2 separate regions of the Oryctolagus cuniculus genome follow, and region 1 is linked to region 2. The links are chromatin contacts, called in public Hi-C maps. All regions are on one chromosome and are shown on one strand. Each heading gives the region's core, a stretch centred on a gene start, on an enhancer-like site or on the middle of the called end of the contact. The rest is flanking DNA. Distances are from core to core; before and after follow the strand shown.

The links. Hi-C and Micro-C count contacts between places; a contact is called where the count stands out from the background.
Region 1: a Hi-C map of skin fibroblasts shows a contact between it and region 2, with 3 times the contacts expected there. The contact joins the enhancer-like site here to the promoter of LIFR in region 2. A contact is called at or near these places in 2 of 6 Hi-C or Micro-C datasets (psoas muscle and skin fibroblasts).

The regions. Positions count from the first base shown.
Region 1 is chr14:64,216,258-64,222,923 of mOryCun1.1, forward strand. No RefSeq gene overlaps it. Among named protein-coding and RNA genes, the nearest start is that of OSMR, 30 kb to the right of the region's middle. Within about 2 kb of position 1,299, at least 1 of the 8 cell types and tissues checked has an H3K27ac peak or open chromatin away from gene starts, as enhancers often do.
Region 2 is chr14:63,969,673-63,976,798 of mOryCun1.1, forward strand. LIFR (LIF receptor subunit alpha) reads right to left here and starts at 1,504. Exons shown (of 21, transcript XM_070056650.1): 1 at 1,300-1,504.

The sequences.
Region 1 (6,666 bases), core at 49-2,548, 250 kb after region 2:
AGACTAAACAATATATTCTTTGGGGATGTAAACATGAAGTAAAAACCACAGAGCAGAGCAAAGTGATGATGAAGACAGAACTCAGAGAAGTTAGCTCTGATGGGAAGGGCGGCAAGGGGCTGGGAAGGAGCACTCGAAGTTTTTCAAAACAAAGATACTGCCGGGTCCAGCATCAAGCACCAGTTCAGGTCCCAGCTGCTCCACTTCCAGTCCCACTGCCCGCTAATGTGTGTGGGAAAGGAGTGGAAGACGGCCCACGCTCCCAGCCCTGGCAGTTGCAGCCGTTTGAGGAGTGACCCAGCGGATAGAAGACTCCTTCTCGGTCTCATCCTCTCTGTCACTCTCCCTTTCAAATAGATAAAAATATATTTAAAAAAATAAAAGATACTGCATCTTTCTTAGAGCAGGAGACTGGTATCAGATATTTGTTCTGTTCTTGCTCTTAAGCCCTCCAACTATTTTAAACTTTGTTTATGAAACAATTGTATGCTTCTTCAGAAATTTCCAAACGGACGGATGAGTTCCATAATGTGTGCCCTTCATTTGGTTTCCCCAATGACATGGTCTCACACAAGGACAGCTCAGTGGCCCAGACCAGGAAATTGACAGGGAACAGAGCTGCAGTTCTGATTCAGATTCCGCTAGTTCTCACATGCACAGCTTCCCGGCATTTGCACCTCATTCCCTGTTTTATCACCGACTCCTGTGATTGCGGCCGCCATCTGAATACAGAACTGGTCCCTCACCCTATACATATTGTTAATTAATTAACTTGAGAGATGGAGTGTGCTCCTATCTGTTGGTCCATTTCCAAAATTCTGCAGTGGTCTGGGGCCGTAGTCAATGGGAACTCAGTCCAGGTCCTCTAGATGGGTGCCGGAATCCAGTGACCTCAGCCATCTGAAGCCAAGGCTAGAACCAGTGCTTCAACACACCGCCTTAACCACTACGACAAATACCCAGCCCATACACATTTTGAGTGTTCTTTAGTGTGTATTTAATATTTTTTTAAAAATGCAGTTGCAGAAGGAAATAGTGCTTAGTACAGGTACAGGTGATTCCCCCCATTGGTCATTAGCCCTCCTGGTCCAATTTCCCCTAACAGAACTGTAGGACACATCCTACTCACCCAATTCCCTCCCTGGCCCCCTCCTACGGGAGCAAAGTAAAGATGTGTACCCATTCTCCTTCTCTCTAATGACTCAGCTGAGGTTCAAAGACCATCCTTCTTCCCAAACCTCCCCCCTCCACCTGGTGATGTGGTACGGCCTGTTTCACAGCGTGCACAAAGCCTCGTGTATTAGACACAGGTGGGACAATTACACACACACACTGAGACGATGATGCCTGAGCCCGACACCTGAGTCACGCTTCGCACTTGTCGTCCTTTCTCCCCCGGGCTGGTGGGTTCCTGTCTGTGCAGAGCGCCCAGTGGAGCTCCGGCTCCCGAGGTCTGGCTGCCCCAGACACAGCCAGTCGAGGTGGAAAGTGGATGATCTAATCCACCTGGGCCCCCACGGCGTTGCCTGCCTGCCTGCCTGCCTGCCTGCCTGCTGGAATCCAGCCCACCTGTTCTGGAAGGAGCTCCTTTTCCTCCCTCCAGCCTCCCAAGGATAAAGTCTCTCCTACTCTCAGCCCTTCTATTTAAAAGCAAACAAAACTGTTTCCCATTTGGACCTGGTCATGGAAGATTTTACTGCACCTTTCAGTTCTGCCTCAAAACAGCTTCCACCGCCCTCTCCCTCTGTTTATGCTCCCCTCTGGGTCTCCTCTTTCCAGCAGAGGTGTGTTTTGCTCTGTTTCTATTTTGCAATGCCCGGTCAGGCATGTACAGGCACACCTGGTTTTTGCCACGATCAATCAGTTCTTAGAAGCTCCTTAGAAAGAAATCACGTGTCTTGCCATGAAGGATTCCAAAATTGGGGTTTGTGTTTCTGAAGGAAGCTCGATCACAATTGCATGAGTTCATTAACCTGTGTCCCTTGGTATTATACGATTTGACGAAGGGTCTGTGGCCAAATGCATCTGCGTGGCAATGGACTTGACAAGGTTAATCCCCAGACCCTGCCCCTGCAGAAATGCTCAGATGCTGTGTGGTGACCCCACACTTTTTTTTTTTTTGGAGGGGAGAATTCTATGAGTGCATAACAACTTCTGAATTACAGCGTATGTGACAACGCATTGGTTAAAAGAGCCGTAGGCCCTATTCTTTGACACTCTCTGTGCTGAGTGTGCTCCTGTCTGCTCCCAGATCCGCCCTCCACCCCACCACCTTCCCAGAGGAGCTGACCTCAGATCATGAGGCCCCTGGCTCTCCATTCCCACCTCTTCTCCAAGTGTTGATCCTGAGAGCACTTCCCACTAAACCTCCTGCACCTGCCTCTTCGACTGTGTTGCAGAAAACTCAACCTGTGACAAGAGTCAAATATTCTGTAGATCTCTCCTCTCCCTTCCCTCTCGTTTCCAGTTTTGCATGGGCAACTCATTTCTACTACTTTGATATGGGCTTTGAAAATCTCTGGGGGAAAATGCTTATGATTGTTCCCCATTAAGTACTAACCTTTCCTTAAGTATTAAACTTTCCTTTATGGAAACTGAGGATATTGCTTTCTTGCACACATGTACACACACACACACACACACACACACTACATGTCTACCCATCATCCCAGTAATCAATAGTCACTAATAATATTCTTGTGACTACACATAAATAATAAAGTTTGGTGCTATAGCATATGATTGCTTTTTATTCTCTCACATTTTCTTTCCCTGAAGGTAATATTTGTCTCACTTTTTCATTTGTTTAGTTTCTTTTGTATTTATCACTATTTCCATTTCCTTGTAAATCTTCCTTTGATGTATTCATACAAACCAAGTACTCCATCGGTTTCATCTCGAATGTGTGTCTTCTAGAGCCTTCTCGACTGCAGTTCTGTGACTGGACTGACTGCCAGGACCAGCGCACAGCTGTTCTCGTGGAATCTCCCTTTCTCTTTAGTTTGGGCATTTCCTCAACACCTTCTTGTGTTGGAGCTCTTGTTCTCTCCTTCTTGGTTTGCTTCCTTGTTCTAGTGGTCACACCCTTCAGTGCTTCTCTCACAAAGAGAACATAGGATGTAACTTTTGAATCAGACTAATATGAAAAATAGCTCACCTAACCTTTGAATTTTATTGATTTATGAAGATGATTAATCCAATGCCAGTTTCTTCTCTAAGGAGATGTCTTGATGAAGTCTTCTCTCTTTTATTGTTTCTCTCTCTCCTCATGTTTCCGCAGTAGAAACAGCCCTGCATAGAAGCTTCAATTCATAGGTTAGACACATCTTCTGAATTAGAAATATAAGCACACCAAGCACTATAGCCACTTATGTAATAAGAGGGACTAATTATCTACAGCTCAATTTTACTTCATGGTTTCAGTTTATGTATCTGGTTTCAGATGTTTTCATTCTTCAGAAAAGACTACACTTTATTATATAGATCTAAATGATGATGAATTTTTAAATTGCCTCTTAAAATACAGAAGTCTTAGTGATCCTGTATAAAGCATGAAAGGCTAAAGAAACACCATAGGAAACATTTTCATAGAAAAACCATTGTATCAGACATTGTAGCATCTTGTTTCTTTATATACATATACATATTTAGCTTTGTACATTTGTAGGTATAGATTACACACACACACATAGTTAACGCATCCACATTATTCAAAAATTGAAGCAGGGCAGGTGTTGTGGAACAGAAATTAAGATGCCATTGGGATGCCTGCATCCAATTTCAGAGGACCTGAGTTTGAGCCTCCACTCTGCCGCCAATCCAGCTTCTGCTAACCTCGGGAGGCAGCAGGTGATGTCTCAAGTATGTGCATCCCTACCACCAACGTGGGAACCTGAATGGAGTTCCATACTCCTGGCTATTGCTGGCATTTGGGGAGTGAACCAATAGATGGAAGATCTCTCTCTCCTATCTCTGTCTTTGTCTCTCTGTCTCTGTGCCTTTCAAATAGATAAAAACAAATGAATAATTTTTTTGACAGGCAGAGTGGACAGTGAGAGAGAGAGAGACAGAGAGAAAGGTCTTCCTTTGCCATCGGTTCACCCTCCAATGGCGGCCCGCGTGCTGTGGCCAGCGCACCGCACTGATCCGTAGCTAGGAGCCAGGTACTTATCCTGGTCTCCCATGGGGTGCAGGGCCCAAGTACTCGGGCCATCCTCCACTGCACTCCCTGGCCACAGCAGAGAGCTGGCCTGGAAGTAGGGGCAACAGGGACAGAATATGGCGCCCCGACCAGGACTAGAACCCGGTGTGCTGGCGCCACAAGGCAGAGGATTAGCCTAGTGAGCCGCAGCGCCGGCCTCAAATGAATAATTTTTAAAAGTTTATAGAAGTATATAATGAAAAGATTATTTTCCCCATGCAGTTTCTTAGCTCATAGAAAACCATTCCTTGTTTCTTGTATTTCCTTCTAGGGACATTTAATGCACATACATCCAATTAGGAAATACATAGTGAATTTGAAAGTAGTTTAATGAATAAATTACTCAGAAAGATGAGGACAGGACAAAAGAAATGTTACTAGATGCTGTTAGCATCCAGGAGTTAACAGGAGCAGAACTTTAGTACGTCTGAAGAGGCAGAAGGTAGAGAGAGAGATTACTCGGACTTGGAGTGGTTGGTGAGGGCTATTCAGCATGAGCGATGGCATCCCATATGGGAACCGGTTTGATTCCCAACTACTCCACTTCTAATCCAGTTCCCTGCTGATGCACCTGGGAAAGCATCGGAAGATGGCCCAAGTACTTGAGCCCCTGCACCCATGTGGGAGACCCGGCAGAAGCTCCTGACTCCTGGCTTTGGTCTGATCCAGCTCCAGCTCCAGCCACTGTAGCCATCTGGGGGGTGAGCCAGCAGAATGGAACATCTCTCTCTCCCTCTCTCTCTCTCCCTCTGTAACTCTGCCTTTCAAATAAAATAATAAATAAATCTTAAAAAAAATTAGTTTATTTTGTTACAAAAATGTTGAAATTCATATATATGAGGGGTCTTCAAATTTTTCACAGAAAATATTTTTTATGAAAAAATTAAGCATAGATTTCAAAAAGCTTTGCACCAAGTTAAATTTATCTTTTAATTCCATTTTTCATGAACTTTTTCAAATACCTGTGTACACTCTGTGGGGAGCAATCCAGACTGGACTGAGTTAACTGGAATTAGGACTTATTCTGTGCATCTGCTCTCCCACAATATGGCGCTGGGAGAGAAGTAAACAGCTTCTGCACAGCTGCCTCCAGTTCAACCAATAAACTGTAGGACTTGCTCCTGATTGGAGGAGAGCAGCGTACTTGGCGTGTGGGCAGCCGAGTTGGGATTGGCGGAGGAGGACTATAAGGGAGGAGAGAGACGGCATGCACCAGGAACATCTAAGGGGAACATCTAGCTGAAGGAACACCCGTGCAGCCCCCCAAGAAAGCCGGCCGGCGGTGTGCCGCTCCCCTGCGGAAGTGGGGAATGTGGCCAGGGGGAACTGCCCTTCCACGGAGGTGGAAGGGATAGTAGCCAACCCGGGAAGAACCAGCAGCAAACCCGGGGAGGGCCGAGCAGATGAAAGAACAGCGCAGGGTCCTGTGTCGTTCCTCCACGAAGAGGGGGAGCGACATAATGGTGCCGTGACTCGGATAGGAAACCTAGGACGGATAGGAAACTTAGGAGGGAAGAAACGGGAAGAACTGGGAAAATATCGGAGAGAGAGACTAGCAAACAGCCTAGGGAAATTACCGGAGAGAGAGACTAGCAAACAGCCTAGGGAAAAGCCGGACGATAAGGGTGCCGGAAGAGGCTATTGAAAGCCTAGGCGTAGACTCGGATACGGACTACGGGGGGAAGCTGGGAGAAATCTCTAAGGTCGAAAGCGAAAGTGAAAGCTAGAACAAACAGACTCGGACGCGGACTGTGGGGAGAGGCCAGGAGAAATGAGGGAGGAATATTGTTGGAAGAAAACTTAGGGAAACATACCGGGTAGAGAAAAATGTTAGGGAAATTGAAGCCGCGGGGGGCAGGCCAAGGCGGACACGAAAGCCACTTTGGGGTTCTCAAGTTAGCCCGGGAATAGGGGGCGAAAAGTTGAAACCAGAAGCTGAAACGTAAGCCAGATTGGGGTCCGTCTGATTAGCCCGGGGAGCAAAGGACGGGAAGCCAAACCATGGGGCGGAGACGTGAGCTGGGTTGAATTCGCCAGGCTAGCCCGGGGAACTTAGATTGAATGCTAGTGGCGGACACGTAAGCTACGCTGTGTGACTCGCGGAGGCTGCCGCGCACAGACAGAGCGTGCGGGGCTCAAGTACATAGGGAACGCAGGGCTAGCGCGGAGACCGCGGAGTGTGCGCGCAAAGCCGAGCCGCGCAGAGCCGCGAAGCCTCGCAGATGAGAGAGGCGCGGGCTGAAGTGGCTCAGAGCCGGAAAGCTGCCAAGAAGCAGCCTCGGGGCGGGCGCAGCCGGGAAGCCGCGGGGATAAGAATGAGAGCGGGAAGCTGCAGGGATAAGAGAAATAGAAGTTTAGAAGCAAAGTGAGAGAAATAGGAATGCTGGAAGATAGAAGTAAAATGGGAGAAATAGGAATGCCCGGAGATAGAGAAATAGAGAAATAGAAAGGCCTCCCCTCAACAT
Region 2 (7,126 bases), core at 254-2,753:
GACCAGAATTTCACTACTCAAGCCCACGCGTGCGTGTGGAGGCGTCCGGCTCGGCGCTGCCCGACAACGTTTTCAGAAATAGCATCGTTCACACAGCCCAACTCTGACCGCCGACACTTTGGGTTTAAAACGACCACAGCGCCTTCGAGTGAAGGCACATTAAAAACACAGGCAAGCCCCCACGCACCCTAAGTACGGGCAGGGACCAGGAAGGAATTCCGTGAGGAGCTCGGGCACGGGGACACCTCACCGCTCGGCGGGCCCCAGTCCCAAACGCAACAGATCTGAAGGCTCCTTCCCAACCCCCAGGTACCCTCCAGCCTCGCACCTCGCTCCCCAAAGTTCGCGCGGCCCGGGAGTCCGCACCCGAGGGAGAGCCGCAGGACCCCGCGCAGCGCTGCCCGGAGCGCGGCCCCCACTCGGCCCGGGCCGCGGGCGCTCGCGGCGCCGCGCGCCCTCGGGACTCGGCTCCAGGCTCCGAGCCTCCCCGTCGCCGTGCCGCGCCCACCCGCGCCCCGGCACTCACGGGCCGCTCCCGCGCCGCTATCTCGCCATGCCCCCGCCGTCCGCTCGGCCGCCGCCCCGGGGCTGCTCGGAGTCCGCAGACTGCCCCAGGCTACAGCCGAGGAGGAGAGGGGGGCCCGGCACGACCCGCCGCCGTCGCCGCCTCGGCTCCCCGGTCCGTCCCAGCGCTGCGCTGCTCCAGGCGGCCACGGGCGAGGGGCGGCCCGCTGACCTCCGCAAACCCCACAAGCCGCAGCAGCCGCCAGAGCCGCCGCGAGGCAACGGGAACAGCGGCTGCCGCGGCGGAGACGCTCCAGCCCGGACTGCGGCGCGCGGGGGCGGCGCCTGCACGCCGCTCGGCTGGGGGCGCCGCGGCCCGGCCCCGCCCCCGGCCCCGCCCCGCGCGCCCCCGCCGGAAGCCCCGCGCGCGCGCGCGCGCGTGCTCCCCCGCGGGACCGCCCCTGGGAGTCGGAGCTGCGGGGCCGCGCGCCGATCCCGCGCGCCGAGGGTGGTGCCTGTGCTCGAGGCTCGGGTCGCCGGGCCAAGCTCGCCAAGGTCGCGAGGGAGCCGGGGGGAGCGCCGCGGCCGGGCCGGCCAAATCGTCGCCGAAGGCCGGGCCGGAGCGCGCGGCGGCCCTGCGGGCAGCGCTGTCAGTGCGCGCTGCAGACCTTGCCTGCTTCGGCCGGCTCTGCGCTGGGACGCGGGCTGGGAGCGGGGCGAATGCCTGGCTGGTAGACGTTGCGGGGCACCTGAACTAACCCCCGGGGGAGGCCGCGGCGCGGCGGCGCGGGTCACCTTCCCGCTCCCGGAGCGCCAGGGGCCCGCGGGTGCATCCTGAGAATATCCTGGAGCCATCCAGTCTTGCCTCCGAAGGCGTGGTGGGCTTATTTGCGCAGAGAAGAAACGGATCCCTTAATGGGGCGAGAGTTTTCCTCGGTGCATTGTCTCCATTTCCGCAGTTTCACTTGGCCTCGGTGTTCTTCCAGCGGAATGCACCAAATGAAGTGAGCTGCAGCGCGTTTTGGGGGGCGCGGACTCGGCGCTGGAAGATGTTTACGCTCCGGGCCGGACGCGTTTGATGGCGTGATTAATTTTTTGCAAAGTTTGAGCAGTGTGCCAGAGAGAGCCCCTGGCACGCAGAGCCATAGGACTGCGCAGACACACCTTTCAAGGGAAGCGGCTTGTTTGTTTGAACTGTGATTTACTGGATGCACCAGCACCAAGGTCGACATGGTTTTTTTTTTTTTTTTTTTTTTTTTTTTAAGAAAAAAAAAAATCTTGGATGAAATCCCAAAGCAAATTTGCAGACAGGCAAAATGAAACTTCTTTTCTAAAACAACTTTTCCCCTCTTGATCGAAAAGTAGATTCCTTAGAGGAAAATACGTTGTTTGCACAGCAAGATATGAGTGGGCGCTACCGGCTCCCAGTGGCCCACTCTGTTATGTGCGTGTTTCCAATACTGAAACCAAACGCTTCCTGTCTGTCGTGGCTGAGACCTTGCTGGGAAAGCGTGTTTGTATTATGTGCACTTGGAACCCCTTTCAGATGTACCCTGCTTTTTGTTTACCCCGTTCTGGAGCTCTTGATGGTTTGGGAAATTTACCATTATTCATACTGGAGAATCCTGTGAAGCCCAGGCCCTAAGGCCCACAATACTTGGAGGGTCCCCGCAGAGATTTCCTGCTTTCTTATCAAATCCAAAGGAAAAAAAGGAAAAAAAAGAAACACTAGCACCCATTGCCTCCACACACTGGATAATGCGTCTGGCGTTATCCATTTCCTGTCTCAGTCATGTCAACACGCCTGTGGTACTGCTGTCACACCTAGGAGCCCATGCAGGCTTTGTGAAGCTTGAAATTTATACAATTTGGGCGGTCCGCTTTAAAAATAAATAAATAAAGCATGCCCAAAGGGCTCTAGCACCACCCAACGCAGGGGAAAACAGCAGAAAGTCTCCTTGGAAAGAGACCTCGGTCTCAGCTGACTGTGGTTAAAATATTTTACTTAGACGAATTGTATAAAAACAGACCACCACATGAATGTATTGCTAAGGCTCCTGCTAGGGTCTTGGATGGGGACCTCGAAAAGATTCTTGCCCAGAAGTTTATGGGCTTCCAAGAAAACCGTCCCCTAATGTATACACATTCTATAGGTAAGACACTTAGGAATTTGCGATAGCTTCAAAGGAACACTGTTTTATCCACGTAAGACTAAGGTATGGTTTGAAGAGTTGTGGTATACACACTTTTTCATGAGAAAGAATAGATTCTATATCTCCATAAATAATAGGTTTTATATGCCATAAAGCAAGGACTTTAAATATATATTACCAATATTTGGGCCATAACCCAGTTTGGGTTACTTGAGATGGTTCTATTGTCTATGTTGTCATTTTGCTTCTCTATTGCATGAAAGTATGAATTAATCAGTTTGCATTCTTAAAGAAATTTCAGTTCAATTCCAATTGCCATGGGTTGACAGCATTTCTATTTACTTTGTCATAGACCAGTCTATTTGTAAACACTGTTTTAAGTAATATTTACTGTTTGTGATTTCATGACATGTTGCAAAATAAGCATCAGAATGGGTATGTGCTCTATTTGATGCTTATATAATAAGAGGCTGCCACATAGCAGGTCTCCCTCCATTCATGTCTGTCAAATAAATAAAATAATGAAATAGAAAGATCACATAATTGGAAGTAAAATTGTGGGTTATATAAGAAGCTGAAATTGAACAGGGATGAAGCAGCAGATGCTGAGCCGTGAGTACTTGCTGGATAAGCAGAACTGGCTTCTTTGTTAATTATTTGTGCTCTTGTCTCCAGCTATTGGTTATTCGCCCTGCTTTTCTTTTCTTTTTTTTTCTTTTTGTAATGAGATTCCATAAATGCAAAATAATGCTAAGTGAAACAATAAGCAGAATCACATCTGTAATGAAAGTTCTGGAAATAAAAGGCTCTGCTCTTTAAAAGGACCACTCACAACAGCAGCAAACTTGAGATGATAGGGGTTTGGTTATTAAATTACCAACATTCTGACCCTTAAACAGACTTCTGTGGCTATGTGATCTCATGTGCATAATGTTTATCCATCAGGAGAGCATGATATGGCCGTGTTCCTGGAAGAAATTTTGGAACTGAATACAAATCTACAAATTAAGCAAAGTTATTAACTTTTAAGCCTGACTGATAAATGTAGGTTTAAATTGGTTTATTTAGAGCACAGTTTTGGACAAGAGTCAAAACTTTAATTAGATCCCTGTAACAAGAAGACATATGAGAGTAATTAGCTAATTTTCTCAAGATTTGATGGTCTTTACCCAGAGTGGTTGGGAATGCTATTTGAGGGGCATGAAAAAATGTAATAATCACCATGAAAGATGGGATCTGCCCAGAGTTCTGTTTAGAATATTCTCATTCAGATAAAATGATTGCAGGAGTATTATGCAAAATATTTTTGGTAACTTATTCTATCCCTAGCATGGCCCCAACAGGACTGCATTTTGTTTGTCTTTTGTTTATTTATACTGTGCCTTCTCCAAAAGGGACTTAAGGTGGTTTACAATGGAAGACAAATATTTACCCCCCGCCAAAAATTTCTTTTTTTAAAAAAACTGGCTAAGACAAACAATAGTCTGTGAGCACAAAACTTAGCTCCCAGCTTCCTAGTAGCAGTGAAATAGGGAAGTGAGGGTTTTTACGACTCTCACTGTCAAGTGGAGTTTCACTTGGGAGAAAGTCTTTCCTGGCCCAAGCTGTGAGAGGAATTTGTCAGAGGGGTCAGCATAGGAGAAACACCTATGTGAAGAGGGACTCCAGACAACAATAGTTTGGGCCATCTTTTGGTGGCAAACAGAGCTATTATGTTCTTTTTCTAGTGATGACTGAAATTGCTACTTTTGAAAGTCCGATTTTTTAATAAAGCCAAGGATATAATAACAACTTTTGGTTGACCCAATTTCCTTTTGTAGCAAAAGGGTAATTAAAAGCACCAACCTCCGGTGGGTGTTGTGATGCAATGGATTTAGCTGCAGCTGGGATGCCTGTATCCACAGGTACGCTGGTTCAAGTCCTGGCTGCTTTACCTCTGACCCAGCTCCCTGCGTCGTGGGAGGCAGCAGGGGATGGCCCCAAGGATGAAATGAGTTAATTTCTGTAAAAATCATTTATTGCTGTGTCAAATTTACCATAGTTTCCTTCAACCAGGGGGTATGGATGTCTCTTTGGTCCTCCTGTCTTGGAGGTTTTTTATTTTTATTTGTAATCATAGTCCCACCTCGAATTCCCTCTGGAAGAATGCATTGCTTATGTGCCTGACACAAAGCCAGCAGTAAACATCCTCTGTGAATCTTACCATGAATATGATTTCTACCACCACTACTAAATCTCAAAACAAATATGGGTGCCTCCTTCTGGGGTAGGGATGGTGGTAAGGTACTTAGAATGGAGGGTCAAACCGGCAGTCGGAGGCTTCACTGCAAAACCCACGAGACAAACGTCGTTCCCTCTCCTTCCCTCGCGCTGTTGGCCATCACCCACCTTGTCCTCTATGCCAAGGTCACTCAATCCTGGGATTTCAGGAGCCCTGACTAAAGGGACCCCCCCCACCACCACCAAGCAGACTAACATGTACTTGGCTCCCTGGATCCTGGAGGCTTGTCACCTTCAAGAATCTTACTCCATTTCCTATGCAAGGGGTCTTCAGAGAGTTCATGGAAGGTGGGTGTGATGAAAAAAACTATACCTGGATTCCACAAGTTCTTGAACCAAAATAAACTCACCTTTGAATTGTATTTTTCTGTGAACTTTCTCAGGGGCACGAGCTCCTGGGAGAGTTAAGTGCCTGGTGCTGTTAAATCTAACTCACTGCCTGAGCCAGGGCACCTTGGCGGGTGGGGGTGGGGGGTTGGGGAAGGCGACCCGAAGCTCCTGGCACAGGGAGGAGCCCCTGGAAGGGGCACAGCCTTCACACAGCCTGCCCTTCAGTCACCCTCCCCTCTGCTCTGTCTGGCACCCCCATTTCCCATTCCCTCTCCTGCCTCCCCGCCAGTCTCCACCCACACCTCATTCCTTATCTCCTGTCTCGCATCCTTTTGCCCCCCCCCCTTTTGCTCTACCTAGCACCCTCTCTGCTGTCCCTGCTCCTGTCCCCTCCCCTCCTTATCTGGTTGTTCAGAGTCATTTAAGGGCAAAGCAAAACATGAAAATGAATGCTGCCTTATTTCCTAGGGTCCAGCGCAGACCCAGAATCCTGTGTTAATATTCTCAGTCGAGCTAATGGATCCTGCAGAAGAGCAATTTACTCCATTCTCAGTGGTGATGTTAAGACCATTATTTAATTTATTCCTACAGCTACTGCACTCAGTGCATTGCCAGAGGCATCTTGTACAAATGGAGAAAGAAGCCAAAAGATTAAGGGCTTGAGCTGAGGTCCAGCCAGAGGTAGTGGGGTGGTTCGAAATTGGACCCCAATTCCTTAAATCCTTGAATATATTATTCTAACTAATGCACTTAATCCACAGCCTTCAATGTTCTGTGCAAAACCCCAAAAACCTAAAACTACAGGACAGTGAGTTTTTATTTCAGTCTCTGGCTGGAAAGAGTTTTCAAGGGTTACACATTTGCCAACAGGCATAATTCAAGGTCTCGGAAAAGTTGGATAGCTGAAAAATAACAAGTCGGTTCAATAATTAATTTGAGTAACAGTAATGTCCCCAGGGTTTCCTTCTGGTGCCTAATCTGTTACACTGCCTGGGTCTCTTAGTGGAAAACAGAAGTGGTTTTCACCAGGGAAGCTCTGGTAAACAGAGACCTTTCTACTGACAGCTTCCCCACTGGAACGCAAAGTGGCTGAGACCAAGCCTCTCACAGGGCACAATAGAAGCCCAGGGTTTCTCTTCTGCCACATGCTAAGAAATCTGGGTTTCTGACTGTTATTTAATCACAGAATCTTATGCTCAAAGAGCTAAAAAAAAAAAAAAAAAAAAAAAAAACCTTGCCACTTGCCACTGCCTAAATCAAAGTGCCATCCAACTCAAATTCAGGTGCGTAAGAGAAGCCCACGCTACTCACCTAAATGGGCCTCACCTGGACTATACCGATTAGCCTAACTAACCACATTAGGTTTCCCCTTCTCTAAGAAAGACAAGCATAGTGGTGCAGCTCACGCTCAGATGAAAAATATAATGTGAGGATTATCTGGTTAGGAACACAAACAGTCCCCCTGCTAGGTGCATTCCATGGTCCATAGCTATTATTCCTGCTTTCCCAATGAAGGTGCCAAATGCCCAAGGAAGTAGGATAATGAAGATTTGCATCAAAGCTCCAACCTGTTTAATTCATTATACACGGTTATTACAACTTAATGACTTGGAAGACCAGTGTAGGACTCAGGATAGTCACTAGGTAGCATCAGTGAGCATTTATTGAGCACCTATGGTATGCCAGGTGCTGTGTACTATCTCATCCCATCTCCTTATAACACTTACAGGAAGTGTTGTCATCTCTATTCACAAAGGAGGGGTTGCATAACTAGCCAGAGGCCACACGACTCTTGACAACCTAGGGATCCAAACCAGCGCAGTCCAGCCGCAAGCCCACACTGCTAACTCCACACTGGG